2 separate regions of the Zea mays genome follow, and region 1 is linked to region 2. Evidence: chromatin contacts called from public Hi-C data. All regions are on one chromosome and are shown on one strand. The core of a region is the stretch at or near the end of the contact, and the rest is flanking DNA. Distances in the headings are between cores, read along the strand shown. Region 1 holds the start of LOC100283955. Region 2 holds the start of LOC100282610 (nodulin protein).

Region 1 (3,282 bases), core at 709-3,208, 250 kb after region 2:
AATTCAAGGCAACTTGAATCACTCTCCACATATATTTAGAAATGGGGCACTGAAAGAACAGGTGATCGATAGATTCATCCACCCCACAGAAACAACAATTCAAAGAACCAATCCAGTTCCTTTTCTTCAGGTTGTCCTTAGTAAGAATTTTATTTCTTACCACTAACCAGAAGAAAACCTTGATTTTATGAGGCAATTTAGATTTCCACAAGAACTTATATGGAATCAAAATTTGATCTTCCATTTTCTTTTTGTACATAGAATTAACTGAGAAGCCTTTTTTCCCCAGATTCCACACAATTTTATCCTCTTGATCAGACAGTGTTACCTGATTACAACAACTTATCATTTCATCGAATAACATCCTCAAATTACTCACAATCCTTCTTCTGAAAGTAAGAGACTCAAAATTAGATGTGAAAACATCATTAACAGAAACATCTTTGTCATAGGTCAAGTCAAAAACTTGCTAGAGAAAAATGTAAATTCTTAACAAACACAATAATGAGCTAACTAATAAGCTAGAAAACATCAATAACACCCCAGAAGGTCTTTTATTTGAAATTCCTGAAATTATTAAAAAGGATGCTTCTACTTCTTGCTTAGATTTAATTGATGTTAACTCTAATCCTTGCAATCAAGTCTTGGTTAAGAATGCTATTATAGAAACTTGTTATGATGGGATTGCAACATCAATGGACCCCCTCAGCATCTCAGTGCTACCCTTCCAAACCAGCATATGAAATGTTCTTCATTAGGTCGGTGGCCTTTGAGTCGGCTAAAAGGGTTTGAAAGACCTAGTCCCCTCTAAGATGTAAGTTTTTCATTTGGCTTGCAAGTCTAAATAGGTGTTTTGCTATAAATCGGCTAGCAAAAAGAGGGCTTGAGCACCCTGAACTTTGCCTGTTTTGTGATCAAGAGGATGAACCTATTCAACATCTATTGGTAGCATGTGTATTTGCTAGGTAGTTCTAGTTTCAAGTTCTATATCTAATCAACTTACATCATCTTAGCCTAGTGCTAGGGATGTCAGCTTTTAGGAATGGTTGCATGAAGTGAAGAAACGAGCTTTCAAGCCATAGAAAAAAGGTTCAACTCCAAGACGGTTTTAGTGGTTTGGTGGTTGTAAAAACACCATAATTTCTATGTCATTGAAGAAGGCATGGTAGACGTATTCAAGGTGTTGTAGGATCTCAAAAAGGATGCCATGAATTGGTGCCTTGCTAGGGTAGCCTGGGATAGCCAGGATCTGGCTTTGATTTGGGGTCTCTGATTGTGTTTGTTTTTAAGCATGGATGAGTTGTGTATATCCAATTTTAGTCATCGTAAAGTGCCAATCCTCTGTATCGGTCCATTATGGGCTTTCGTATTCTTCTTAATATAAAAATATGTAGTTCTTATTAACAACGAGACAAAGTTATTAAACCTAATTAATTTATGATTAGATAATGTTTACTGTATTATGTGACAAATTACATAGTAATTAGTTTTAATTGGTTTACTTATCATTTAGTTCTCATCTATCTAATTAGTTTTAGAATTAGACTGTACTTAATATTTCTAATTAGAGCATGTTTGGATCCTTGTGGCAAAATGTTTGCCGTCTAATTTTAGCATCTTAACCTCCAAACCGTCTGGCTAACAAATTGGCTAATTGTTAGCCGGAGGGCTAGCAAACTGTTTATTCATTAGCCATTTGATCTTGCTAATAAGTGCTAATAGATCGTATAAACAGAAAATGACATATATTAATCCAGTCTCCAAATATATCATGACTAATTTTTACTAGCTAATTATTTATCGGCTAATTATTAACTACTGATAAACAATAAGCCAGGAGGATCAAACTGGACATTAGTATCTAAACATCTGTGATAGGTACTAAATTTCAGGAGGATCCAAACACCCGCTAGACAAGCTAAAAATACTTCGCTAGACAGTAGACACACAGGAGATCTGCAAGTCAACCGAACAGACATTCGCTGGAAGCTCTGCTCGGAGTGAGGTCGCTGCGCATCTACCACACGATGCCGCCGCCTCTCCGCTGTCTCCTTCTCGCCTTCGTCGTCGTCCTCTCCGGCTTCCCCCGTCTCGCCCACCCCTTCACGGCTCTCGAGTCTGACCAGATCGCCCGCTTCCAGGAATACCTCCGCATCCGAACTGCGCACCCATCCCCCGACTACGCCGGCGCCAGCGCCTTCCTCCTACACTACGCCGCTTCGCTCGGTCTCCACACCACCACGCTCCACTTCACCCCGTGCAAGACCAAGCCCCTGCTCCTCCTCACCTGGCGAGGCTCCGATCCCTCCCTCCCCTCCGTGCTCCTCAACTCCCACATGGACTCCGTCCCCGCGGAGCCCGAGCACTGGGCGCACCCTCCATTCGCCGCGCACCGCGACCCGACCACGGGCCGCATCTACGCGCGCGGCGCACAGGACGACAAGTGCCTCCCCGTCCAGTACCTCGAGGCGATCCGGGGCCTGCAGGCCGCGGGGTTCGCTCCCGCCCGCACCATCCACATCTCGCTTGTCCCCGACGAGGAGATCGGCGGCGCGGATGGGTTCGACAAGTTCGCCCGATCGGAGGAGTTCCGCGCCCTCAACATCGGGTTTATGCTCGACGAGGGGCAGGCGTCGCCGACGGACGTGTTCAGAGTCTTTTACGCGGACAGGCTGGTGTGGAGGCTCGTCGTGAAGGCGGCGGGGGCGCCAGGGCATGGGTCGAGGATGTTGGACGGCGCCGCCGTTGACAATTTGATGGATTGCGTGGAGACCATCGCTGCGTTCAGGGATGCGCAGTTCAGGATGGTGAAGTCCGGGGAGAAGGGTCCTGGGGAGGTGGTCTCAGTCAACCCTGTGTACATGAAGGCCGGCATACCAAGCCCCACGGTAAGTAAGCAATGGTGCTACCTAATTTAGCTTTGATACAGTAAATCAGGTCCTGGTTTGAAACGGTGTTAGCGGATACAATTGCCCGCTACCGTTGCTAAACAATTTTGCAATTTGAATGTTTATACTCTCCACCAAATAGAAATAGTGACATACAGAACTTTATAGCTTTTCATCAAATATTTCAAAAATCTAGCGACCACCAGCAGATTGTGCATATTGTGCATATGGTCAGTACGAAACATTGTTTTACGCTACACTGTCTACAATGATAATCTGTGGCTTGTGTAGTCTCTAAAGACAGATTGTTGCAGGGTTTCGTGATGAACATGCAACCTTCAGAAGCGGAGGTCGGCTTTGACCTCCGCCTTCCTCCAACCGAAGACATCGAGCA
Region 2 (3,229 bases), core at 694-3,193:
TCGTCTCGACGACGGCCAGAGCTTGCTTGCCGTTGGACCAAGCAGGAGCCGACGAGGTCAGGGGCAGCTCGGCGACGGCCGCGGCGCCGGGCTTGCCGCCGTTGCTGCCGAGGTGGTCCTTGCTCTTGCCCCAGATGAGGCAGTAGAGCCCCACCACTATGATCGCCGCGCCAATCACGCTGGAACAGGAGGCAAGTGCTCGACAAGTCAGTCTATCGATCCATCAGTCTACTCGTAGCTGCTTGTGTGTGAGTAAACAAACTCGCATTAACAATAGGTTAATTACCTTCCCAGGGTGGTCTCCTCTTTCAGTATGGTGGAGCCAAGAACCGTGGTGATGATCATGCACAGGGGCTGGAACGCCGTCACGAACACCGGCCCGCGCGCCTGCGTCACGATCCCCTGCACGTAGAAGGCCACGCCGGAGCACACGATCCCCTGGAACGAACCGCCGCCGGATCAGCAGTTTAGTTTAGCTGCTACTAGCAGTAGCAGCTCGTGTGCATGGAGTCTATTGTCATTTTTGACGAAAGAAAAAGAATGGTGTACGGCGCGCGGCTCGTTAGGTAAGGATTGATTACGGAGTAGACGGCGGTGAAGAGGCGGGTGTCGAAGCCAATGACCCAGGCGCTCATGTCGCGGCGCTCCGCCACGAGCGCCACGCCGCCGGTCAGCACCGAGCCCAGGAAGCAGATCAGAGTCGTCAGCGTCAGCTCCGCAGGGTAGCTCTGCAGCGTGTTCGACTGCACGGAACGAACGAACATGTAATCACATTCATTCACACAGGGAAGGGATAGTGTTAGCGCCTGCTGCCTCTCCTTAATAATTACGGTACGTACCTGGAGGATGAAGAAGCCGGACCAGCACAGGCAGCTGCCGATGATCATGCAGATGCCGTTGAGCCAGGAGGCGCTGCTCTGGCTCTCCACCGCCGCCGCGGGGACGTGGTGGTGAAGACGACCCGCGGACCACGGGAACGGCACCACCGGGCCGTGGTAGAGGATCATCAGCACGGCGCCGGCGACGGTGCAGACCGTGCCGACCACCTTGGCCTGGCTGCGGAGGCTCCGGAGCCTCAGCCTCTCCATCCTCAGGGCGAGGGCCAGCAGGAACGTGATGGCGGGGAGGATGTTGACCAGCGCCGAGGCGAAGGTCGCGGACGTCAGCTTCGCGCCGAGGTAGTACATGTTCTGGTCGAGCACAGGCCTGATGAAACGGATTATATGCACGTTAGTGGAACAGCAGATTTTCCTTTGTACTGTTCACTACTGCAGCAAAAATAAAATAAAAATGAATACATGCATACTCGAGCACGGCGAGCCCCATGATCTTGAGGAAGATGAGCGGCGTCATCTTGGGCCTCACTCGCCTGCAATGAAATTGATGATAAGCCTGGTCACCATAGCAACGATGACTTCATTACGAGAAAAAGAACCAACAGCGATGCAACATATGCATGCATGATTTTCTGTTCTATACGTGCAGCAGCAGGATGCTTCTCAGGTGCGGCAGTTAAATCAGCCAGTGTTCAAGTGTTAATTAGCTAGGCCCTGTCATCAGCTAGGTTGATCGCTGATCTGCGGCGAGCCGGCGACATACAGGTAGTAGGACGTACGTACCTCTCGAAGAGGAGGGCGAAGGGGGCCATGACGACGGTGGCGACGAGGTTGCGGTAGACGACGAGGACGAAGTGGTTCATGCCGCGCTTGAGGGAGGCGACGGAGACGATGTACATCCCGGAGAACCCCACCTGCAGCAGCACCATCGCCAGGTATGGCTTCACGTCGTTCATCAGCTTCCCCACGCCCATGGCCGCGCGCTGATGTCGTACGTCCCCCGGCCCAGCTATAGCTAGCTAGCTAGCACGACCTGATGATGAAGGAGGCAGCAGTGCGTGGCCTAGCTAGAGCTAGCTAGCTCACTTGTGCTCCTCTACTCCACGGCGAGGAAGGCAGCTCGCTGTTCTGCCGGCTTTATAGCATGCGCGAGCAGCGCGCGGCGCACGTCAGGTCAACGTTGTCTCATGCATGCATGGCCCGAGCGCGCGACGTCACCGATGCAGGTTGCAGCGTAGAGCAGTAGCACACTACGCCACTACACAACTCCTCCAACTCCAACTCCAAGCCCATTTTCCGCGCAGCAGATCGGGTGCTCTCCACTCGCTCAAAAAATGAAAAAAAAAGATAATTACGTGTGTCGTCCCCATCGCAGACGAAAGTTCACGTCTCCATCACACAAGCATGATTACGTGCAACAACGCTCATATATACGTTGTAACGCTTCTCCGAATACCGGCATAGCTTGTCCGATTTTGACTCGGGATGGAAATAATGGATATACACTAGCCTTTTGGGATAGTATCAGTTCACTAGTTTTTTTTTTCTTAGATTGCGAATAAATTAAATAGAATATGGATTCTCTTATGCAAATTTGTAATTTTGTTTTTAGCATTAAGCTTGTAACGGTAACTCCAAGAAGAAGTCTCTTATTTAAGCCCTAAGTATCGTTTTGGACTTGATTTGATTTGGTTTAGGACCCTGAATATGTCATCATCTCCAATAATTGGGTCTTAAACATCTGTTTCTCAAATAATTTCAACTTCCCAGGCCACACGCACGTTGTATATCCTGTGCTTTTTCCCTTCGCGCGCCCAGTCCCTTTGGCATATTTAAGCAGGGTGTGGACCAAGCTGGCCGGTGGGTGTGGGACTCGCGCAACGTGGGAAAAAAATATAGGACTCAGGATGGTTAGGTACTATATTTATGACCCTATATATACTTCAAGCCCTAAACCGGTTTGATAAAATTTGACAAAATAGGACATCTGTTGAAGGCTGTTTTTCTCCCCTGAGCCTTATAATTTAAGATAGGACTTCGTTTGAGACCTTTTTTGGAGATGCTTAAAATGTTCATAAAAGATAACCTCAAAATTATCATATATTTTGTCAAATGATAGATATACAATTTGGATACATATTTTTTAAAATTTTTTAGGGAGCAAATAATACATAAAACGATTTATACAAAAATTTATTGTTATTAATAATAATGTGCTTGATAACATAGAAAAAATCATCATCATCAAATTTTATACATGTCTGCTTTAAAATATTAAATTTATCCTAATAGTCTGGATATTTTTTCTCCTTAATTTTGACAAGCTGAAACCAAAGGTAGCCCATCTATCTAGCAGAGGGTCCGCTTGGACAGCCGAAGTGCAGGGTGTTTTA

Evidence for each region. A called contact is a pair of places that touch in the nucleus more often than the background predicts.
Region 1: a Hi-C map of ear shows a contact between it and region 2, with 1.7 times the contacts expected there. The contact joins the promoter of LOC100283955 here to the promoter of LOC100282610 in region 2. A contact is called at or near these places in 2 of 25 Hi-C or Micro-C datasets (ear and leaf).

Annotation. Positions count from the first base shown.
Region 1 is chr6:121,521,648-121,524,929 of Zm-B73-REFERENCE-NAM-5.0, forward strand. LOC100283955 reads left to right here and starts at 1,959. Exons shown (of 4, transcript NM_001156853.2): 1 at 1,959-2,888; 2 at 3,203-3,282. The coding sequence starts at 2,028.
Region 2 is chr6:121,271,428-121,274,656 of Zm-B73-REFERENCE-NAM-5.0, forward strand. LOC100282610 (nodulin protein) reads right to left here and starts at 1,944. Exons shown (of 6, transcript NM_001155518.2): 1 at 1,620-1,944; 2 at 1,307-1,369; 3 at 840-1,206; 4 at 582-743; 5 at 287-438; 6 at 1-179. The coding sequence starts at 1,810.